Linked DNA regions of Zea mays: region 1 is linked to region 2. Evidence: chromatin contacts called from public Hi-C data. All regions are on one chromosome and are shown on one strand. Each heading gives the region's core, a stretch centred on a gene start, on an enhancer-like site or on the middle of the called end of the contact. The rest is flanking DNA. Distances are from core to core; before and after follow the strand shown. Region 1 holds the start of LOC100284561 (mitochondrion protein). Region 2 holds the start of LOC103629953.

Region 1 (5,995 bases), core at 3,129-5,628, 650 kb after region 2:
GAACTGGGATCTGGGGATGATTTGGAGGCTGGCTGCCGGGCTCCTTTTATAGGGCCGAGTCCGCGACCCCCGTGCTTATCCACCCACGAAAATCTCGCAATCAGTTGAGATTTTGTAGCGATCGGTTAGGATAAGCGTAACAGCCAAGAAACCAAAAAATCAAACGGCAAAAGGTAGCCGCGCCCCCGCAAGGCGAGGGGCCGGATTTCGGCGGACCATTCACGCGCATGTCGTGCGCCCCGCCCCGGCCAGGCGAGGCGAGCGAGCGCGCGCGCGCGTGTGGCTCTCCACACTCTCTCCTCTCATCCATGACTTGGTGAGTGAGTGTGGCTTCCATATTTAAGTTAGCTCTACTCCACAAGAGCTAGCAATATGGTGCTATTGGTTCCACCTATCCCTTTGCCATCCACTTATATGGGCTTTTGAGATTTTCCTGGGATTTATTTGAATAACTTAATTGGGCCAAGCCCATAAATCCTAACACTATCCAGCCAACCGAGCGCGGCTTTGCCACCAGGACACCGGATTGCGCGCTTAGATAGCTATGATGAGAGCGTCGTCGGCAACGGGCGTGACCGTCCTGTAGCTGAAGCTCCCGGACATGGTGGAGGTTGGGGCAGGCGGTGACGGCGTCATTGGCAGGCGGTGTGGAGAAGGTCAGATGCGGCGGAGTGAAGAAGCTCGGTCAGGGACGAGCACCACGAGCACGGAGAAGCTCAGATGTGGCGGCGTTCAAGTGGTTGGCTGCCGCAACGCAGAGGAGATCGCGGCGACGCTGCTCTGGTCTTCACGTGGACACGACAGGCACAAGTATGGAAAAAAAGGGAAATTCCCAACGATCTGAACGCGGCCGTTGTAAAAGGTATTTATTAATACAAATAACAAATTAATTTGAATTTGTAAAGGTCTCATTTTTTTGAGAAAATACAGTTTTGATTTTTTTTAAAATATGGAAGAAAAAAGTGTAGAGAATGAAATTTAGAGGATGCTGCTAGAGATAAGAAATATATAGAGGATTAGAGTGTGCCGTAAAGAAAAATGAATATTTTTAGAGGATAAAATTTAGAAAACGTTGATAAAGACATGCTAAAGAGGCTACACATGGAGACGCACAGGAGTTCATGATCTAACGGCGATGGCGTGGATGCACAAGAGAACAGATAAACCAGAGTTTTAATGATACTAGATAGATAGATAGATAGGAGCGCAGCAGCTCCCAGCTCCACGGTGTGGCGGCACGGATCGGAGGCCAACTTGCGCGGTGCTGATGCTGACCTTGACGACGCCGTGCCACAATGCAGGTGGGTATAGAAAACTCCAGGCGATGGAGTAAGCCGACGCTTGGCTAGGCTAGATGATGACGATGAGCTTGCAGGCACTCGCCCATACATGCATGCATGCCAGTTTCAGGCGGCCGTGTAATCTCATTATTATTTGGCTTCATGATCTTTCAAAAATTGATGGTGAGTGTCTATGTGCCTTCTTAAGAATAGTTTATGCCTTTATGGGTTTGTTATAATTTAGAATAAAAGAAATACTATATATCATACAGAAACTAATACATCTTATAATTTAGAATAAAAGAAAGACGATATATCATAAAGAAAAACTAATACATCTTACAATTTAGAATAAAAGAAAGACTATATACCGATACATTTTTTTCCCGGCGCTGATGATGGCTATATTATATGATTTTGCAAAATATAAGTACTCCCTCCGTTTCTTTTTATTTGTCGCTGGTTAGTGCAATTTTACACTATCCAGCGACAAATAAAAAGAAACGGAGGGAGTAGCTAACAACACAATGCAAAAGTCACTGTGCTATCCGTGAGTAACCCGCGTCGTTACATCAACTTTAACTTGTCGCATCATATCTTGTATACACCGAATCGAGAAAATTCGGATATTGAACATGCATGGCCATCGTCGTCCTGTATATATCATGTGTCATCGTCGGCTACCTGCTGGACTCTATTTTCCTTGGAGCTGGTTGATCACAATTCACAAGTGCCATCGGCTCACGTCTCCAAGTGACTAATTAAATATGATCGACAGTACGGCACTGGCCAAAATGGACAGAACATGGTTGAGTTAGTGCTGAGACCAGACAGAGTATCGTACGTGCCTTTTTGGACTATATATATATCCACCACTTTCTGTTTTTTTTTTACTTTTGGACGAAATTTATTTAAAGGGAAAAGAACAACAATAATGGGTCAGGTATAACAAATTCAGGCCACCTTTAGACAGGAATATGAATTACATATATATGTGCATGTGCTTGAAGAGCAGGAATCCTTTCAGGACGCATGCATATCGTTCAGCTTTTGGCCACTTTTTGTACCTGAAATTTAAACATCGAATGGGAACTCCTTTTGGCCACTTTTTGTTTCGCCACTGAATATTCTGTGACAGCTAAATGCTTATATATATATATATATATATATATATATATATATATATATATATATATATATATATATATATATATATATATATTTGGTTCCTGATTAATTTTTGGCGTAAAATAACTATACTAACTTTCGCATCGCATAGTTAGTCTTCAAACACGATGATGAAACTGTGCAAGCTAGCTAGTGGGCATAGATGACGGGTCAATTTGCTACGGAGGATCGGATGTCCAGTTTGATGCCAACTCTGGTCGTCCGGAAATGGCTGCATACATGCAGCTCTGAGAAAGTTCAGAAACTAGGCCTCTCCCTTCCCGCTGGCCGCCGCTTGCATTGCATTGAAGCACTTGACGGATCTATGTTAGTTCAAAATCTATTGGATTATATAACCCGAATATATTATAATCTCAAACAAACATCCTCTAAAGCAACATTGATTGACAAATTAAAAGCGCTTGCCCAGCGGGTGCTACAAACTGCTAGTGGGTGGGTGGTCCGAGTCCAAGACCTAGCAGGAGTCATCCAAATTTGTTTCGAGAACATCGATCGGCGCCCGGATTTGAAGTGGGAATTAAGAACTCGAACATGCATGGACGACTATCTAGCTATCTTTTAAGTAATAAGAGCATCTCCAAGAGACTAGCTAAATAGCTTGTCAAGCTAAATTTTAGCTAATTAATAGCATAATAGCTCTCCAACAGAGTAGCCATTTAACTTGCTAAGCTATCTGACTCTCTAAATTAACTCCATCACTAGCCAAATTTGTCTAGCAACTCTCGCTAATCAAGCTAAATTATATTTTGGAGAGTTTGTTGGAATGAGATGTTATATATAGAGTTTAATATTTATGGAGAGACAAATAAAAACTCAAATAGAGAGTAAAAAATAAAGAGTCTTTTGAAGATGCTCTAAGGCCTCGTTCGGCTTCGCAGGAACGACATAGAACATGGCCTGTTCCACCCGGAATTATTTGATCTGGATTTAAATCAGAACCAATCTAAAATAGTTGTTCGGATAGATCTATTCCGTAATAAAACCAGATTATTCCAGAATGAAACCAGAGCTTTTTACCCACTCAACGATTTGGATTAGAGCCACACCTATAATCACCCGGAATCAAACCAAATCAAGCCTAAGTAAGGAAAAAAAAGAGGAAGAGGAAGAAAAAACATGGCTAATTAGAAAATAAATAAAAGCGAAGCAAGCAGTACAACCTGGGAGCTGGAATCCCATTAGCGAGCGGTTCCCGGCCGGCCAGTGCAGCTAGCTCCACCACCGCCGTGCATATGACTGTCTTGTCCCATCCTATTGTTCTCACCATGCATCTGCACGTACTACTATTCAGCAGCCTCGTGTTCTATAAAGCGCGAGATGTGGCATATTTTTCAGAAACGCTAGCTGCTCGGCTTTTAGGTGCCCGGCCGGTTTAATTATATTGGAGACGAAATATATATACCCAATTAAGCACAAACACATTGCTGTTTGTTGTGGCCTCCAGCCTAATTAACCACTTCGCTAGTGGCGCCACGTCGGCAAAAGCGTGCGTGCGCCATGCATGCTGGCCTGGCTAGCAGCACCATTAGCTCCACGTACTGATGGCGGACGGTCGCGATTGAGATGCCTGTTCAACTGATTAATTAATAGTGCGTACGTAGTAGATTCAGGAAACAATAATCTCTCTGTCCAGTTTGCTTTATTTCTTTAATTAATTACCTCAACGTGCATTCAGGCAGGCATGGATTAACTTAACCAGCTAGGCGTAGACGCTCAGGCTCAGCTGTGTACTGGTACTCTAGTCATGGTGCCAAGGCCGAGATGCATAGTTACATAGAGCCCATACTCAACTTCTTGACGAGGCCCATCAGCTCACCACCAGCCCATGTCCGACTCTCTACGAGGGTAGTCAGAGTCAGCAAGATTGTTGCGGGCCGGGGCCGCGCCGACAGCCTCTCAACAAGTTTGTTCGAGCCGATTCGTTCCAACTTCCAAGGGTTTTAGCGGCAGCGGCAGCCGGAGATGGGGGAGCGGGCGAAGGAATGGCTCCTCGCAGCAGGCGCCGGCGCCGCCGTCGGCGCGCTCTCTGCCGCCGCTGTCATCGATCTTCTCTCGAGGTAACCGGCCCAACTTCTTCCTGCCCTGTCCCCCACGCCCAAGCTGGGCCTGGACCTGGACGCCACAGAGCGTTCTGCTGACGCTTTGCTTCGTTTTTCGATGTCGCAGATCCAAGCGGAGAGAGAGGTACGCGCGGGACCTGCTGGAGTCCAATGGAATGACGACTGGTACGCGTGCAGTGCAGTTGCCTCCTGTTGTGAGTTAAGCAGTAGGATCGATAATTGTGTGTGGATCCTGTCGTCTTGGGAAAATGACCGCAAATTTGCAATTTAATACATGCCTTGTGTTTCTGTTGTGGAAATCGCTGGTTGTTGCCGATCTTTGGTTGTGCATTCCAAAGTTCTGGTATCTTCAACTGTTTGCTTCTTCAATCAGGGAACACTCGGTCCAGCAAGCACCTGGGCTCTCTTGGTAGCTCGGCTCTTCTCTCTGATGAAGTGGTCTCTGAACAGCTTACAAGGTTTGCACTCATTGGTTTCTTTCCTTAGTGAAGTTCTCTACGGAGAGAGTCCCTAGCTATAAACCGTCTATTGCTGTCTGTTTGATTGACCTAGTTAGTTGCCGTTTCATACTTACACTCTGCAACCAGATAATTCCACATTTTGTTGCTTCATATGCTACTTGTTGCTGCTATCAATCAATTATGCTTTTCACCATTTGATTCTATATTCCTGTGTACAAAGTGGAATGCATAGCTTACTATTAGCAGTTAAGTTCTTGATTTTCACTACAAACTAAACGTTTGCCACATTCTCTAATGCGCTGAGTACCTTGAGCCGAATATGCTCAGGATATTTCTGTTTTCATGCTGTGTTTCTGATTACCAAAATCTGTTACTATTGTAATGTAGGAATATACAATTTTTTGGCATGGACTCTCAGAAGAAAGTGACTGAATCCTATGTTGTGGTTATTGGTCTTGGAGGGGTTGGCAGTCATGCAGCATCAATGCTCCTGAGATCTGGTGTTGGCAGGTTGCTTCTTGTGGATTTTGATCAGGTGTGGATTTCATTGTGTTTCAGAGTTGGATACATTGTATAGTTATGAAAACTTGGATGTGCTTAGATTTTCTTTTTGTTCTCTACGTAGTTAGAAATGTGTCTAGCTAAACATAGCTCATGGTCTAGCAACAAAAAATCTTGTTCGGTTTTGAAGGATTTAACTAGCACTGAGAAAAAAAACTTCTTTTTGACTAAGATTCATATTCTATGCCAATCATATATTTTTTTCCTCGAACATGCAAGAGAGTTGTGTATCTGTATAATAAGAGAAATAAAAGAAACAATAAGAAAACATCTTCTCATCTTGGATTATAGTGAGGGATGTAGAAACTTAAAAATAAAAATTACATCTTACAGGCAGGGAGGACCAGACCCTACTAGAAATCCAGCTAGACCAACAATCTGCCTAGGTTCAGGGCAGTCAGCCCTTTAGACCCAGCTAGTTGCCATAAAGGGATCTCATTCTTGA
Region 2 (6,356 bases), core at 1,922-4,421:
CTCGCCGATGTGTATGACAAGCTCGTCTAAGGCTTCTACTGACTAGGAGTATGATCAAATGCCTCATTAACAAGTTCACCTATCCGCCCCACGTCAAACATCTGACCAAATTGTGTATGCACTGCACATCATCTGACGCCTCCTCTAGTTCGCGGCCTCCTCCAGCCCAGGCATGTTATTGACTCCGCAGCCGGGGCATACGTACCGACGCTGCAGCTCCACTGCAAGTGAAGCGTGCACCTTCTCCAGTTCAGCTGCCCGCGTGTTCGAGGTCAAAGAAAGCTTCGCCGAAAGCATGGGGAATATGCGACTAGAAATGCATAGGAACAGACAGCTCTGTATGTTCAGGATATTCGCCGAGCTCCTGCAACTGCTTTGTCTCTTCCATAACAGCCTCCATAAGAGCTCTCTTTGCTTGGACTTCGGCCAGCTCCTGACGGACCTGCGAACAAAGCACCAAAATCCTTGGTTTTTGTTAAACTGGCGCCTGGCAGGACAAAATGTCCTTAATCACCGAACCTTTCCTAACCAATGAGGGAGATAACTGATGGTTAGTATGGATTATTAAAAATAGATTACGCCACAGTTCAAACCACAAATCCTCTGCCTGCACGCCAGCCATGACCCTTGACACTGCATCGCCTACTAGTGTTTGTAATGCTGATTGATGAACAGCCTTTGGCAAACACATGTACTGCTCCACAGTTAATACATTTGCCTTCAGATGCATTAACCATTCAGTAACAATCAGTATGCATCGCACTTGCCATTATCATGTTTCTCGCTTTCCTGATTCATGAACTACAGCAGCTTAATATGCATTTGGCACTTTAATGGTCGCATATACTGTATAAACTTATTAAATGCAGAACATGTCAGCCGTCGTTCAAATATCCCGTAATTCACAGCCACAGTTTTTCATCAGGGTGGTCTCACGAACAGAAAATTGAAAATATGTTGGAAGTTCCATGCTTATAGTATTGTGAAGATAAATATAATGCAATGCTTGGGGAGAACAAACCTTATCATGATAAAGCAGATCCTTTTTATACTCTTCTTCCAAGAGCTGCACCTCAGCTTCAATGTTGCTCACCTTATCTGACAACTCTTCCGAAATGCCTTCCGAGTCCACGGTTTTACTCTTGTCTTTGACATGTTCACCTACAAAGGGGACATCTCAGATAGTGTAAAGGAACGAAGTGCACAATTTGATCCATATGTTAAATTGCGAATTGTCCAAAATAAGGAAACGAAACTAGCACTATCACTCAACATATCGAGCTTCAGTACATTTGACTACCAGAGAGGTCAAAGGATGTTTAGGCTAACTATGAAAGACACTTCAGAAACAAGATGAGAAATGGACACAGACAAAAAAGGACTTACAAAGTTTAACAACACAAATTATATTCATAAGTACAAAGACAACACCAAACTGGGCTATCTTGAAGTTCCTCTCTGTTATGGTAATAAATGAACAATTATCATAACAGACAGAATTTGCATTTGGTAATAAATGAACAATTATCAGCTGTCACCTGGCAATGCACAAAAACTCCAAATCATAACAGACAGAATCAGCTTCAACAACATAACATAATTTAATATCGCAAATTTATGGGTAAAAAGGAAAGAAAACCTATGAAGAAGCAATAAACAAGAAATGACTAGAGAAACATATATTAAATGGAACCCCTTCCACCATTCAGGAACAGAAATTGATATGTTCCATTCTGATTTTCATTACATACCATCTGTAGATGGCAGCTCACAATGATTGTACTCTGCTAATTCTAGAGATACCATCTGTTGAAATTGCCTGCAGAAGATGAATATTATTTCTCTAGATAATGAACAAGACAGTATTACCTTTCGATAGATAGCATGATAGTAACAAAATTGAAACTTACAAAACAAGTTTTAGCCAGCAAGCAAATCTAAATTGATGAAAAATTTAAAAAGTAAAAGCAGAATGTAATAAGAATCTTAAAGTGCCCTCTTAGTGCAATGTCATGACTCTTGCGAACACCTCTGATACACGTCCCATATAAAAAATTTCACCACTGTGCTCCCTTGTCTCAAGTATTTTGAGAATATCCAAACAATACATCATATCCTTATTATACAGAGGTAGTTACTGCCATTCTGCCAACACCACTATAGGCAAAGCCGAAAAACATAGATGCAACATCAGTTATAGTTTGTTTTATGATTGCATCAAACAACAAAAGAAGTCATTTCATACCTTATCTTTGCGTTCATCTCATACATCTTGCTAATGAAGTCTTCTCTGCAGCAGTGAGGGAAAGTATAACCATGACCAGCAGAGAGAAACAATATTTAGTACAGGACAATACATATGGGATATTTTGTAGAGCAACAAGGCATTAGATAGTTCATATTACTCACCTCTCACTGTCTTCCTTGCTCTTTTGGAGCAAATTCGTCAAGCACCAACAGCCGATCCATTCCAATTCGAACCACAAACCAGAATGAGAATAAGTTAATTTAATACTAAAGTAACAAAGGACCCAAATAAATTCGCTGCGAATTATGATGCTCTAACTTTGAGCGCGTCCAGATCAGTGCTGGCCTTCGAGATCTCCTCATGGAGACACGAGATCGTCGCCTAAACGCACCAAAGTAGTTCGGGTCACGAAAATTGGGCATAGCAAGCGTGACAATTCGTCAATTTAAAGGCGAGACGAGGAGAAACCTCTAGCGCAAGGATGGAGTCGGCGGCGATCGCGTCTTGCACTTGGCTCCCGCGAAACTCCTGCTCCGCAGCCTCCCGCGCGCGCTTCGCGGCGTCGAGCTCCGCCGCGGCCACGTCTGCCGCGGCGCGCGCATCAGCGAGGCGCCGCCTGAGGTCGGACACCCTGCGCTCTGCGCGCACGCCAAGCGGGAGACGGCGGAGCGTCCGATCAACCGCAGACGCGCGAAAAACCTAGTGCCTCCGCGCTCGGCGCGGGAGAAGTTGGGTGCTTACCGCCGTGCGATTTCTCGTAGGCGAAGTCGCGGATGATGGAGAGGAGCTGCTTCGGGGTGTCGCCGCCTGACGCCGCTGCAGCCATCGGCTCCGTGGAAGGCTCTTCTGGAGCTTCTGGAGAGGCTCAGCTCAGAAGGGAGGTTTGTTTTTTCTTTTCCCGCCGGGAGAGGAGATCAGAGATGGTCGAAGAAGGAATGGGCTCTCGGACAATTGACGCTTCAGAGGGGTTTTAAACAGTTTAGATGGGCCTCAAGTCTTCGACATGCATGACCCTCAGGACGAATGAAGACATTTGGCAGCCCAACACGGGCTGTAAAAATATACGACAGGGAGGCCCCTTCGACCTGCAACCCAGTAACAGTTTGAGAGGTAGGCGAGCGAGGATAATTTTGAGCTTCGGCCCAAACCGAGTCTTCCTTTGAGCGGTTTTTGCCTCTAAATAACCACCGAGTCTAGATTTTATCCTCAAACTCTACATAAATTTAGATATAAATTGTCCATCTTCAGATCTTAAAATGATTTATAAGTTACGCATTCCCGGTTAGAAACAAATTCATAGATGGTTTCATACAAATATAAAAATATCTAAAAATTGGAAGAAAAAAAATCTAAACACTTACACCTATATTTCAAATTGTAAACCGCTCTGACATTTTAGTATGTCGTGTTTTATACACATAAATATATACTATGTACAAATATGTTATAAAAAATATGTAACTTGGAAAACCAAAACTATTTCCAATTTAGAACTAAAAAGAGTATTAAATGTTGTAATGCTTCTCATAATAAAACTACGATTGCTATGTATAAATATGCTATAAAAGTTATGTGTCTATAAAAAAAAGCCAAAGCTACTTTTCATTTGGAACGAAGAGAGTATTAAGATAGTGTTCGGTTACGGAGCCACATAGGATGGAACAACTATGTCTCAGGGAGCGGTTTTTGTCCGAGAGATTTTGGGGAGCCAAATAGTCTTATATCTGAGCGTAATTTTCCTATTTTTAGGTTCACTCCGCCCTTCAGAGAATCGATCTAAACAAAAATAAATTGGGAGCGGGGCGACTCCGTCTCCACCATACTTTAGAACCAAATGTTACCTAAAATGTCTTGATGTCCCTCATGATAAAACTATGATGTGAAACATCGTGAACGCAACGCACATTTAGAGATTGTGAAAATATGTTTAGAAGCTTCCAAATATTAGATTTAGCTATAAGATAATATAAAAAAATAGAAAAAATGTAAAATATTCAAAACAGTGTCCTAACCTATTTTAAAACATGGGATGCAACTAGCATAAATGCGATAAATTTAGGTGTAGTCGAGGTTTGTAGTTTGTACAATTTGAATATATATATATATATATATATATATATATATATATATATATATGTGTATATATATATAGTTTTTAGGAGCTATAAGCTCATTAATATTTTGAATTATACAATATGTGAAATAAAAAAATCATGATGCAATTTACATGTACGGAAAAAGATATTTCCAAGAGCAATGATTTTTTCATCGATAGAAGAAAATCATAATCTAGCATAAAGTGGTGAACGTTTTGGTGAGAATATAAACAATGAGGAGAAGAAGAAGATAAAAACGGCACGAAGGTTTAGCCGGTCCTCGAGCTATATATCTAATCTCCAATCTATAAACAACATCATATATAATATAAAATAGTATTTTATACAACAAACTACCGGCCACTCTTGGCGAAGACTTTCATACCCACCACCATCTATCCCGTGATGAATCTTCGGCCGCGTTTGGTTTCCGCAGATTTTTAAAATCTGCATGTTCACGTTACCCAAGAAAACCCAACTATGGCTTGATTCTACAGATTTTGTTTCTATGAGCGCAGAATCTAAGGCACAGAATAAACTCTGTTTGGATCCATAATATATTCTTAAAATCAGATTCTTAAAATCTACCGTAAACCAAACACGCCCGAATCATCGGTAGCTAATGGACAGGAAGGGAGTCGTACGTGCGTGTCACGAGGCAAACAAAACAGGAAGGAAGTCGGCGGCGCCTGACTCGCACTGACGCTTCTGGTCGGAGAAAGCTATTGCTCACCTGTCACTCACAGTCACCTGCTCATCTACCGCCAAGCACCGGCGAACGATCAAAGAAAGATAGCACACCTACATAGTTACGGTTTAAACTAGCAAGTACCGTTGGAGTAGAATAAGTACAGTACTTTGGTCTCTATGTATTTTTTGCTGCAAAATACTTTAATATTTTTCTAGTTTTTTTACTTTAAACCTAATACGTTTTTTTGCGAAAAAGAAAAACATAATATATTTATTGTCATTAGTACGGGCCGCCGACCGACGCTTCTCGGTTCGTGGAAGGTGGCGCCAGACGCCAGCCAGGCTGCCGTGGATGGAGGTGGAACAGCGCTTTCATGGGAGTCAGCGTCGACTCCCATGAAAACGTTCCTCTCTTCTCGTTTTAATCAATTTGGAAAAAGAAATCAAAAACCTGTCGGCGTTGGCGTACTTATATGATTAATTACTTTTTTCCAGCTATGTGTTTGAACTGCTGCAGCGACTGCAATTTATATAGACAAAAACAATATATAAACAATGGAAGCCGACACGAATTAAAACAGTGGTGTCATGGTGATCAGATATCTATGCCATGTCTTATTGTCAGCGGCACTAATATATATCCAAACGGGTGGACACGTTTCAGCCTGATACGGGCCCATCTTTGGCCCGACACGTTTAAGACTGTTATGTTGACGGGTCATGCGGGGATGAGCCACCGTGCTGAATATCAGACCCAAGCACGACATAGATATAGTCATATAGCGACGTTGTGCTGAGCCGGCCTGCAGCCTGTCATGCTTTGACTGAGGTGGAAAAAAATAAGCAAAAAAGACATAAAAACAAGCTTCGCAATGGCTCGAAACTGATTGGAGGCTATAAAGAGTCATGCACACCCCTCTAGCCAAGTAAATCAAATCTACTTTATCTCTACACTATTAAAGTTGTTTCTAGTATACACAAAATGCGCTGGAAAATAAATAAAAAAATTAGTGGGCCATGCTTAGGCCCGCACGGCGTGCCACGACAGCGGTCCAAACACGACACGAATAATGAGTTGTGCCGACTCGAACCCATCAACTACCGGATCAAGCCGTGCTCGTGACGGGTAAAAATGTGTCGTTCCACATGCCGCTCGATGGGCACGGCCCATTTAAACATCTCCAAAATGGATATGTTACGTAATAATTGCCCTTCTTTCCAAAATGACTGACAAATAGTTGTCCAAAATGGCTAATTGCCTACGATGCAAGAACCTGACGCTGTCTTTAATTCGAAGCTCTTCATCAACGCCATGCAAATCT

Evidence for each region. Hi-C and Micro-C count contacts between places; a contact is called where the count stands out from the background.
Region 1: a Hi-C map of tassel shows a contact between it and region 2, with 2.8 times the contacts expected there. The contact joins the promoter of LOC100284561 here to the promoter of LOC103629953 in region 2. A contact is called at or near these places in 2 of 25 Hi-C or Micro-C datasets (ear and tassel).

Annotation. Positions count from the first base shown.
Region 1 is chr6:126,423,079-126,429,073 of Zm-B73-REFERENCE-NAM-5.0, forward strand. LOC100284561 (mitochondrion protein) reads left to right here and starts at 4,379. Exons shown (of 11, transcript NM_001157456.2): 1 at 4,379-4,525; 2 at 4,635-4,693; 3 at 4,902-4,986; 4 at 5,377-5,524. The coding sequence starts at 4,431.
Region 2 is chr6:125,774,325-125,780,680 of Zm-B73-REFERENCE-NAM-5.0, forward strand. LOC103629953 reads right to left here and starts at 3,172. Exons shown (of 9, transcript XM_008651051.2): 1 at 2,990-3,172; 2 at 2,717-2,886; 3 at 2,567-2,629; 4 at 2,410-2,429; 5 at 2,246-2,290; 6 at 1,752-1,819; 7 at 1,022-1,161; 8 at 354-442; 9 at 1-262. The coding sequence starts at 3,074. The coding sequence ends at 145.